2 separate regions of the Mus musculus genome follow, and region 1 is linked to region 2. Evidence: chromatin contacts called from public promoter capture Hi-C data. All regions are on one chromosome and are shown on one strand. Each heading gives the region's core, a stretch centred on a gene start, on an enhancer-like site or on the middle of the called end of the contact. The rest is flanking DNA. Distances are from core to core; before and after follow the strand shown. Region 1 holds the start of Lcn15 (lipocalin-15). Region 2 holds the start of Noxa1 (NADPH oxidase activator 1).

Region 1 (5,649 bases), core at 1,845-4,344, 550 kb before region 2:
AGAGGGACATCAACCCACCCACAAAATCTTCAACCCAAAATTTGTTCTGCCTATAAGATGTACAGGAATAAAGATGGAGCTACTTCAGTCTTCATTTTTCTTGAGTTTCATGTGTTTAGGAAATTGTATCTTATATCATGGGTATCCTAGGTTTTGGGCTAGTATCCACTTATCAGTGAGTACATATTGTGTGAGTTCCTTTGTGATTGTGTTACCTCACTCAGGATGATGCTCTCCAGGTCCATCCATTTGGCTAGGAATTTCATAAATTCATTCTTTTTAATAGCTGAGTAGTACTCCATTGTGTAGATGTACCACATTTTCTGTATCCATTCCTCTGTTGAGGGGCATCTGGGTTCTTTCCAGTTTCTGGCTATTATAAATAAGGCTACTATGAACATAGTGGAGCATGTGTCCTTCTTACCAGTTGGGGCTTCTTCTGGATATATGCCCAGGAGAGGTATTGCTGGATCCTCCGGTAGTACTATGTCCAATTTTCTGAGGAACCGCCAGACGGATTTCCAGAGTGGTTGTACAAGCCTGCAATCCCACCAACAATGGAGGAGTGTTCCTCTTTCTCCACATCCTCGCCAGCATCTGCTGTCACCTGAATTTTTGATCTTAGCCATTCTCACTGGTGTGAGGTGGAATCTCAGGGTTGTTTTGATTTGCAATTCCCTGATGATTAAGGATGTTGAACATTTTTTCAGGTGCTTCTCTGCCATTCGGTATTCCTCAGGTGAGAATTCTTTGTTCAGTTCTGAGCCCCATTTTTTAAGGGGGTTATTTGATTTTCTGAGGTCCACCTTCTTGAGTTCTTTATATATGTTGGATATTAGTCCCCTATCTGATTTAGGATAGGTAAAGATCCTTTCCCAGTCTGTTGGTGGTCTTTTTGTCTTATAGACAGTGTCTTTTGCCTTGCAGAAACTTTGGAGAAGTGGGAACAAAACACCCATGGAAGGAGTTACAGAAACAAAGTTTGGAGCTGAGATGAAAGGATGGACCATGTAGAGACTGCCATATCCAGGGATCCACCCCATAATCAGCATCCAAACGCTGACACCATTGCATATACTAGCAAGATTTTATCGAAAGGACCCAGATGTAGCTGTCTCTTGTGAGACTATGCCGGGGCCTAGCAAACACAGAAGTGGATGCTCACAGTCAGCTAATGGATGGATCACAGGGCTCCCAATGGAGGAGCTAGAGAAAGTACCCAAGGAGCTAAAGGGATCTTCAACCCTATAGGTGGAACAACATTATGAACTAACCAGTACCCCTGAGCTCTTGACTCTAGCTGCATATGTATCAAAAGATGGCCTAGTCGGCCATCACTGGAAAGAGAGGCCCATTGGACACGCAGACTTTGTGTGCCCCGGTACAGGGGAACGCCAGGGCCAAAGGGGGGGAGTGGGTGGGTAGGGGAGTGGGGGTGGGTGGGTAAGGGGGACTTTTGGTATAGCATTGGAAATGTAAATGAGCTAAATACCTAATAAAAAATGGAAAAAAAAAAAAAAAAACCAAAAAGCATACACTACAGAGAAAATGGTGGGTAAATTTTATTCCATCAAGACCAAATACTAATTGTTTCTGCCTTTATGATAAAGATTAAACATCAGGAATAAACCAAAGATCCTTACAAAAAAAAAAAAAAAGATGGAGCTACTTACTGCCACCCATCTCCACCTACCATCCACCACGCCTGTTCTAGCCAACCTGTCCCAGATGGATGAGATCGGGGTAAGGAAAAGGGAGGAGCAAGTCTTAAGGGATGAGATGTGGGACAATCCCAAGCATTACCTAAAGAGGGGGCAAGGAAGGAGTGAGGAGAAGCTGGATAGGGCCAGAGGGGAGGGGGATTCTGGGGAAAAGAGTGGGTTGAATGGGGGTGGGGACACAGAGAGGTGAGGTGGGATCAGGGATACAGGAAATGCAGACTTCTCACTGTAGAGCTGTACCATGGTGCTAAGCATGTCTTCCAGCTTCTTGTTGATATAGGCCACTGCGAAGGAGCTACAATCAGTATCAGAGGTGCACACATCCAGGTAGTCCAGGACTGGATAGGAAGTGGCAGAGGTGGCAAAGATGTGGACAGAAGTTGGATCCACCCCTGCTATACCGCACAAGTGAGATACTGGAGAGGGAATGTGTATATGGACTAGGGCTCTCTTCAGGGGTCCCTGATGAAAGCCCCTCAGATGCTTCCATGCACTACAATAGTTTAAATAAAGCCCAGTACAGGGTTACTACCCTCCTCAATGGTTTATGTTGCCAGATGAGAGACACACAAACAGCCTTTAAATTTAATATGCCTTAAGCAACACAATAGCTAGGCAACTGCCTAACCTTCATGCTGTTAGAATCTACCTCCTATCAATAAACCCAAGTTATTATGTACTATTTCCATGTTCCATCTTGGCTGCTCTTGACCCAGTTGAGCTGCCCTCTGGGTCATGTTCTCTTGGCCCCTTTACATGGCAGTTCTGCTTCTCCCTCCTACACCTTATTACCTTTCATGGCGACCTCTGAGTCTCCCTCCTTCCTCCTCTTCCCAGTCCCAAGTCTGGGAACCCTAAACCCCACCCATGCCTCTCCTCTCCAGCTATTAGCCGCTGGCATCTTTATTTACCAATCAGAATGAACTGGGGGAAGATTCCCAGAAGCTACAAGCTGACTCCAAATCTTGAAGGCCAGAACGTAGTATTAGAATACAAGCAGTGTTAGGCCAACCTATTACACTCCCAGAAGGCTTCCTGATCCCCAATAAGACCTATCTGGAACTCAGAAGTGCCCCCCTTGGATCCTATCCTCAGGTATTAACCATCAACCTACTTACAGCCATTACCCTGGAGGGATATAGCCATTACTCCCTGCTGGAGTACTTGGCCCCTTTCATGCCAGCCGGCCCACAGGCTACGAACCCCATGAGGATATGGAGGTCATCCTCCATAAAGGCACTGACAGCTCTGGTGGACATCAGCACATTGTCCTTGGTGTTCAGGAAGACATTGCAGTAGGGTGCCATGGCAATGACACACCAGAGACCTGCGGACTTCAGGATGGTTCTGTGACTACAGGCCAGTAACTTCATGTGGACCTCCTTGCCCAGAAACCCAGGGACAAGCCAAAGACCAGAGAAGCAGGGGCCTGTGTGAGGTTGCACAGTGAGAGTCTCTGCCAAGATGGTACCACTGATCACCTTGAGCCTCTATTTCTCACAGCAGAGTTGCCCACAAATGGCCTGTGCCTGGGTCTAAAGCTTCCCTTGACTAGTTTCAGCTGAAGCTGGGTCCGTCCCAACCTGGGCACAGCGGTAGGCCTAGTACCTTCTGGGTTGCAGTAAGACCCCAGCCGTACTTGAGCTCAGAAGCTTGAGCCTCAGAAAGGACTGGGATCCAGCTCAGCGGGACTAGCCCCATCCCTACACCTGCTCGCCAGCCCTGGTACCCAAGTCACCCAGCCCCAGTGGCACCGGCTTTATAGACCTACACAACCCTGGGTTTGGTTTTGGGGGATGAGAAGAAGGCACCTTCGAAACTCAGGTCACAGAGATGGCAAAGGCTCTCTCACATGGTCAGGACATAGATCCCACACACCTCTGTCCATCTGCTAGCCTGTCTAGATACAGGGAGATGCTGGGAAACAGGCAGGCTTGGGTTTGCCCTGGCAGTACTACCATGCTTACCACTAGGATATTGGGTCCACTTACCACTATCTGATCCTCCCTGCCTCTCTCTCATATCCAACTTTGAGCTGGGATCACTTCTGGGCTTGTTTCTAGGCCTCATCCTGGGGCACAGCTTGTACCAGCACAGCTCTGAGACAGCCCTGAGGCAGCCTCCCTCCAGTTACCACCAGCTGGGTCTCCTACAAGCAGGAGGGGCTGGGCAGCACTTAAAGTGGACTATGGTAACAATGGCTACCTTATCACTAGTTTCAGAAGTGTGCATGTGGAAATGGACATCAGGGAGGCACAGGACTGGTGAAGGCCAGAACCAGGAAAGGTCTAAGTGACCTTTGTCACCACAGAGTACCTATGGACCCTGGCCTCCAAGCACACCACCCAGAACCCTCTAATCAGAATTCAGGGTCCATTAGAGAGACCAGATCCATAAGTCATCCAGGGCACTGCAGACAAAGCATTGGATCAGAGAAAGACCCTCGGTGACCCTAAGAGATGGAGGAACAAGGCCAAGGGCTTGACACTTCTGAGACATTTCATGTGTCACCAATGTCACAGGACGGAGCAGATAAAGCCTTCCAGGAAAAGATAACCAAGGGACTGAAGTCAGACACTATGACGAACTCTGGAGATTCAATAATAAAAAGCAAGCCAACAGCATGTCATCAAAAAAGGTAAAAGATCTGAGGGCTGAGGAGGGCTCAGTCAGTAAAGTGCTTGCCACATAAGCATGCGGACCTGATATGGATCCCCAGGGTCCACATGGGAAACTGGACACAGCAGTGAGGGTCTATAGTCCTAGCACCAGAAAGGCAGAAGCAGGTGGGTCCTGGAACTCCGTGGTTAGCCAACCAAGGCACATTAGTGAGCTCCAGAGTCAACGAGAGATCCGACCTCAAAAAACAAGGTGGGGAGACCCAACCTTAACCCCTGGGCTCTGCATGCACACACATACAAATGCATGTGTACATACATAAATATGTGCACACACGTAATGTATACACAATACATTCACATGCATGTGTGCCAAAGAGTTGAAAAGACCTTCCACTGAAAAAGATATCCAGACTGGAAATGATCAGAGGACAAGATGCCGATTGTCAATCATCAGAGACATAGAAGTATACATCGGTTTGAGAGCCAGATGTGCATATATCAGAATGGTTAAAGCTTTCTAAGACATGCCCAGTACTGGTGAAGATGAGGAAAGTGGGACCCCCTCCCATGCTGCCGAGGAGAGCAAGATGGTCACATTCAGAAAACATGCCATGAGAACCCCCTAAGTCCAAAAGCAGCACTCCCAGAGAGTTTACCAAAAAGAAATAAGAATTTAGGTTTACAACAAACCAACGTACACTGCCTATTAACAATCCCTAGAAGTAGAACAGCTGGATGCCCTCCACAGCGACCACACTGTAGTTCATCCCTGTGGCAGAAGCTGCTCAAAACTAAATGTAGGGAGCCTTGCAATGTGTCAACATATCAATGTGGCAAACGTGGCAGCATGGACACCTGTCTTAGTCAGGGTTTCTGTTCCTGTACTAACATCATGACCAAGAAGCAAGTTGGGAAGGAAAGGATTTATTCAGTTTACACTTCCATGTTGCTGTTCATCACCAAAGGAAGTCAGAACTGGAATTCAAGCAGGTCAGGAACCAGAAGTTGATGCAGAGGCCATGGAGGGATGCTGCTTACTGGCTTGCTTCCCCTGGCTTGCTCAGCTTGCTCTCTTATAGAACCCAAGACTACCATCCCAGGGATGGCACCACCCACAGTGAGCCCTCCCACTCTTGATCACTAATTGAGAAAATGCCTTACAGCAGAGCTCATGGAGGGATTTCCTCAAGGGAAGCTCCTTTCTCTGTGATAACTCCAGCTGTGTCAAGTTGACACATAAAACCTGCCATCACACCATCTCAAATGACTCTACTGAGGGAAAGGAGCCACTTTGAGAAGTCTGCAGT
Region 2 (5,763 bases), core at 1,360-3,859:
GTGTGGATACATTTCTATTTATCTGAGGAACCACTAGACTATCTTTCACTACGATGGTGGTATCATCTTGGGCTTCCATTTGCAGTACACAGATCTTACTTTCCGACAGCTTCACCCACACTTGTCTGGCCCTCTGTGGAAAGTCTGGCCCACACCTGTGCTCCCGGGACAGCATTGGCTCATGTACACAAAGGAGAATCCTCGGGTACCCTTCCATTGCTCACCCCACCTCCCCTCTAGATCCTGCAAGGCCAGAGGAGGAGAGGGTAAATGACCCCATGTCCAATTCACTTTCTTGAGTGACCTCTCTTAAAAGGAAATTGAGGCTTGGCCCTCAGACATGACCTTTTCAAGCTGGTATAGAAGTTCCCTTGGACCCTTCAGCAAACATGGAGATAAGAGCCTGTATAGCATCTAACTTCTATAATCCACCTTCCTTTAAGAATCATCAGTGAATTTGAAATCATTCCCAGAGGATGTCCTGCCACTCAGATGCCAGTCAAACAAGGGCTATGGACCTACATGGAGCCAAAAGCATGTGTCTGTCCAACTGGCGTACCTCTGGACCGCACACCAAGACTTAACAGGGTTCCTGTCTACTTAAACATAAACTACCTGGCCATTATGGTGATCCATGCAAACCAATGTATGGAGAGCACATCATATATGCTCAGGGGAAAGTCACTGTGGCTGACACTTGGGGTTCATCAGAGAACAGGAGGAATTCCTTGTAGAACTTGGGACCATGTTCTACACCATGCAACATAAGAAAATGGGCTGTCTTGGTTAGTTTTCTATAGCTGTATAGACACCTTGACTAAGGAAACTTAGAGAAGAAAAAATTGATCTGGGGCTTACAGTTCTAAGAGTGAGTCCATGTCCACCAGGGCAGGAGCATGGTGGCAGGTAGGCAGATGTGGCTCTACAGTTGTAGCCAAGAGTGTGTGTTTTGATCTACAAGCATGAAACAGGGAGCAAGAGAGCTAATTGGGAATGGTGTGGGCTTTTTGAAACCTCAAAGTCCAATCCCCAGGGACATACTCCCTCCACTGAGGAAATACCTCCGGGCCCTTCCCAAACAATTCCACCAAGTGGGAACCAAGCATTCAAATGTATGAGAATATGGGGGTCATTTTCATTCAAACCACCATATGGGCTATGGAACATTCTAGAAAGAATTCTGACCTATGGAAAAGAAAATGGGCAGATGGGGCTGGGAAGGCAGGGATAGAGTTTAGGCTGGGCTTCCAGGAAGGGGCAGTGAGTAGCAAGAGGGAGAGGAGCCAAACAAGGGAAAGTGACCAGCCTGCACGGAGACAATACAAGATCTGGGTATTGGGGCAGAATGGCTGCACTAGGACTTAAAGAAGTCAGGTTAGCAACATCCACGTACTCCAGGCAGCAGTTTAGGGAAACTCAGCCCATAGAGAAATGCCAAGGGACACAGCCCCTGGGAACTCAGGATGACAAGCACTGCTGAGCACCAACTGTTTGCTGACACTATGAGATCTCATTCAGCTCTCAGAAAAGCCTTCGTAGGACAGAATTGATTGCTGCCATTGTTACACGTATGGAGGAATGAAAAGTTAGCTGTCCTGCGTCACACAGGAAGGAGAATCAGCTGTGACTCTGAGTACAGGGGATCAACAACCAGGCAAGGAAGGGTAATGAGCCCACGATACAGCTGAGCCTAGCTACTTGGATTGGGTGTTGTGGTGTTATTTCATGTGTCAACCCTGCCAAGCCATGGTGCCCCAAATGTCAGGGAGAAAACTTCAGTAGAGATTAATGTTGGTATCAGCAGTTTGGGGAAGGCACATGACTCCCATACTGTGGATGGGCCTTATTCGAGCAAGATTATGAAGGTGGACATCAACTTCTGGGTGTCCTGCAGAGTCTACATTGGGCTGCCCCACCTGTCTATACAAGACACAATCCCTGTCCAACCGCTAGTTTTTCTGGATAGCTGTGATCCACCTGGAGAGCAGTGTAGAAGACTCAGTCCCAATGGCCACACTCGCAAGGGAGAGTAGCAGCCAGGCCAGCGCCCACTAGTGGAGAAAGCCCTCGCGGGCTGCCCCACCACCGACCGATACACCTGACTCCGAGGCCCCAATCCGGCTTCTAAGGCCTAGCCACATGGCATCCAGTCCGGCCCATCTTGTTGCTCCAGAGTCTCCAAGCCCACCCGGTCACTTCTGAAGAGGCGGGTCTGGAGGTCGAGCTCTACCAGCCTTTAGATTGTTTCTCCTTTAGGCCGCCCACTTGCCTGACCACGCTGACCTCTGAGCAAGCAGCTCTGCAATGCACCGTCCATACTGACCCCGGAACCTTGGCCCGGTCGTGCAGCACTTTCCCCGGGGTTTCCCCAAACACTCTGCAGTTTTGCATAATAGACGTCGGGGGCCCATCTAGGGCACACTGAAGTTCTGAACTTGCCAGAAAAAAGATGGTGTGGGCTTGGCTTGAGTAAGGGGCGTGCTCACACCTGCTTCCTGGCAAGAACTAGGAGGTGGAGAAGGCGTGTCCATATTGAGATAACCGTGGTTTCATTGGCGTTGAGCTAAGCCAGGGAGTGGACAGATAGGCCTGACGAATGCAGGGGTGTGGCTATGTGATCATAGACCCTCTCCTCAGTGCTAGGGACTTGTTTAAGTAGTTCTAGGCGGGGCGTGAGAGAGGGGCCTAAGCCTTGGGCCATCTACTCAGTTTCAAGGACCGACTGTCACAACTCCAGTTGTCTTGCTACCAGCTGCTTCTCATTGCTGTCCCGGTCCCCTTGGCCCTGGCCTACGGCCTCCCAGCTTCTGTGGGGCACCCTCCTCCTGTCCCACGCGCTCCAGCTAGAATCGCTAACTTCCTTCGCCTCAAAGCAGGCGTCCCCGCTCCATGAGCTCTCTAGGGGATCAGATACGGGACTGGCACCGGGGTGTGCTGGCCGTGGCACGCGAAGACTGGGACTCTGCGCTGTGCTTCTTCTCAGATGTCCGAGAGCCGCTGGCTAGGATGTACTTTAACAGGGGCTGTGTGCATCTGATGGCAGGGGATCCCGAGGCTGCGCTGCGGGTAAGCACCCCAGGACTGGATAACAGATTCCCCTCTCACATCCCTGGTGGAGGCTTTAGGGGAATGCAGATGAAGATGTGACTGCGAACATAAAACCTTATCTTCCAATGGGCATCCTGGAAAAAGACGCTCTTCCGCACCTTATAGTCAACATAGAAGAAGGGGAGGAATCCCTGCCCTTTACCCTGTCATTTACGTAGAGATTGTTCAACTAATGTCCTCTCTTAGTGCCTGCCTGAGGCAGGTTGGAGCTTTGTGGTTAGAAGACCCCTCTTTTTGTTGAGACCAGAATGGGAAGCAGGGCGCCTTCAGTCTCTATAGCCATATAAGCCAAATGCGGCAACTGTACCAGACCTGGCCTGCCCAGGCTCTCTGGTGCTCAGGACTGAGGAAGGAGCATACCCGAAGGCAGGCTGGTGGCTGGGTCAGAGCAGTCAGGGGCTCTGCACGTCCTCTGATAGTGTGCATTTCAGCAGATGCTTGTGATGGGATGGTGGCACACAGTCTGTCATTCCGGTTCTGAGTGAGCACTCACATGAATCTCCACCTGCTTCTCAAAGCAGACCTACTCAGGGGAGCACACTGTAGAGTGAGCATCAGGGCATCCCCCCTTCATGTTCACCATTCCTGGGTGTATGATAGAAGCCCTCAGCACTCTGCCTACAACGCAGACCTACCTGGACACCACAGATGGAAAGCAAAGACACCCAAGACCAAGGGTGAGAGCAGAAACCTGGGCTGTGTGGAGATGGTCTCTTTATTATTTCTTTCTGGAAGCCTTAATTATTTATTTATTTACATGTGTGTATAAATCAGGAGGAAACTTGTGGGAGTCAGTTTTCTCTTTCCCATGTGGAACCTAGTGATCAAACGCAGGTCATTAGGCATGGTGGCAAGTATCCTTACCCACTGAGCCATCTTGCCAGCTCTCTTCTATTACGTCTTACATATTTATCTGTACCTATTGTTTCTTCATTAGAAGGGTTTTGTTTGAGCCACGAATAGTGATGCCTGCCTTTAATCCCTCTGGAGACAGAGGTAGGCTCTGCACATCTGAAGTTTGAAGCCAACAGAGGCAAACAGGTCTCTGAGTTTGAGGCTAGCCTAGTCTACAAAGTGAGTTCCAGGAAAGTTCCAGTTCCAGGGCTACACAGAGAAATTCAGTCTTAAAAACCAAAACCAAGCCAAACCAAAAAACAAAAAGGTTATTGTTCAGGAAAGGGAACGTAATGATCTGTTACCAGCTGGTTCAACAGTGAGTAAGTCCCACGCTCCCCTCCTCACACTGTAACTAGAGAGTTTGAAATGCTCTATCATAAGAAGAAGAAGAGGCACTGCCTTGAGTCAATAAAACTTACTTGTGTACAAGCACAGGCACACTGGCCAGACCTGGAAACGTTGAGAAGTGGGTGGTATAACTGACTGCAATAAGGAAATCTAAGTGTACAGGTCTCACGAGGTTGCACTTGAACGTGTCGGTGTGAAGCTGTAGTGTTGGATGGATCTGTGAGCAGCCATGCCATTTCCTGGACATGAGAAAGCTTCAAAGTCAGACCCAGCTCACAGTCAGCCCTCGCCTGGCCAGGCAAGGTGGTAGGAAACCGCAGCAGGTGCCTGTGTACAGAAGACTTCTGTGTTCTGATTCTAATCCACACACTTGTGTGCCGTTTCGTGGGAACTACCAAAGGAGATTTAAAAACAGTTATTAATGGATTTTATGTATGTGAGTTCTTCCATTACAGATGGTTCTGAAACACCATGAGCTTGCTGGGAATTGAACTCAGGACCTCTGGAAGAGCAGCCCTCTCTAGCTCCTGCAAAGAGATTTTTTAAAGTCCAAAATTTACACAGTCCTGTCTCCCAGAGATGACTTTTATTGATACTGGGGGGCGTTTTCTTCTAGCTCTGTGCTCCTTGTGGAAGAATTGGGTTTCTATGCCATGGGGCTGTGCCCTGAGTCTGTTGTGAGGTGCTTGGGGCAGCTGAGAAATCTATGCAGTAACACACTTTCCAGGCTTTAACTGGACAGTGGTCCTCAGCTGTTGATACATTTCCATGTATGTTTGTGGCTTTGGGTTCCTCAGTTACTGAGTTTAGTGTTCCACACACATTTTTGTCCCTAGGCATTTGACCAAGCAGTGACTAAGGACACCTGCATGGCTGTTGGCTTCCTCCAGCGGGGAGTGGCCAATTTCCAGCTGCAGAGGTGAGAACACAGCGGTATCCCCTGTTCCTTATTGGATGGTTCTTTGTCTCTGCAAACCCATGCTTGCACCTAGATCCCCTCCAGCCTCAGTGAGAATGCTCTGGTTAGCCTGGGGCCCCCATACATGCCTCTTGTCCCTGTCAAAATTTATAGTACTTTCTCAACATCCCTGGCTCTCTCCCTATGTCTGTAATAGTAAGGTCACTGTATTTATAGCCAATTTGCAGATGTGAAAACCAGGGCTTATCCCAAGATACCCATGGCTACCCAGCTTCCAAGAGGAGGAAGGGAGGAGAGATAATCAGGGTTACAGGCCCCAGTGCCAAGGAAGGGTGACTGGGGAAAGTGGAATATCTGGTTAGGGACAGAGATTTCATCCACAGTTGGAAGTTCAGAGATTAGTGAAGGCCTCATAAGATTAGAGCCTAAGGGGCAGGAAAGAAATGACCAGAACAGTTAGAAGGGGTTTGGGGATATAGGCATGGTCCCCT

Evidence for each region. Promoter capture Hi-C pulls out the DNA fragments that hold promoters and counts their contacts.
Region 1: a contact with region 2 is called in a promoter capture Hi-C map of stem cell-derived epiblast-like cells, with 2.5 times the contacts expected there. The contact joins the promoter of Lcn15 here to the promoter of Noxa1 in region 2. A contact is called at or near these places in 4 of 39 promoter capture datasets (cranial neural crest, embryonic stem cells, pre-B cells and 1 more) and 1 of 115 datasets of contacts at active chromatin or transcription factors (pancreatic cancer cells).

Annotation. Positions count from the first base shown.
Region 1 is chr2:25,641,589-25,647,237 of GRCm38.p6, reverse strand. It overlaps Lcn15 (lipocalin-15), which reads right to left and starts at 3,094. Exons shown (of 3, transcript XM_006498514.1): 1 at 2,914-3,094; 2 at 1,804-2,137. The coding sequence starts at 3,094.
Region 2 is chr2:25,092,051-25,097,813 of GRCm38.p6, reverse strand. Noxa1 (NADPH oxidase activator 1) reads left to right here and starts at 2,609. Exons shown (of 12, transcript NM_172204.4): 1 at 2,609-3,066; 2 at 5,190-5,272. The coding sequence starts at 2,890.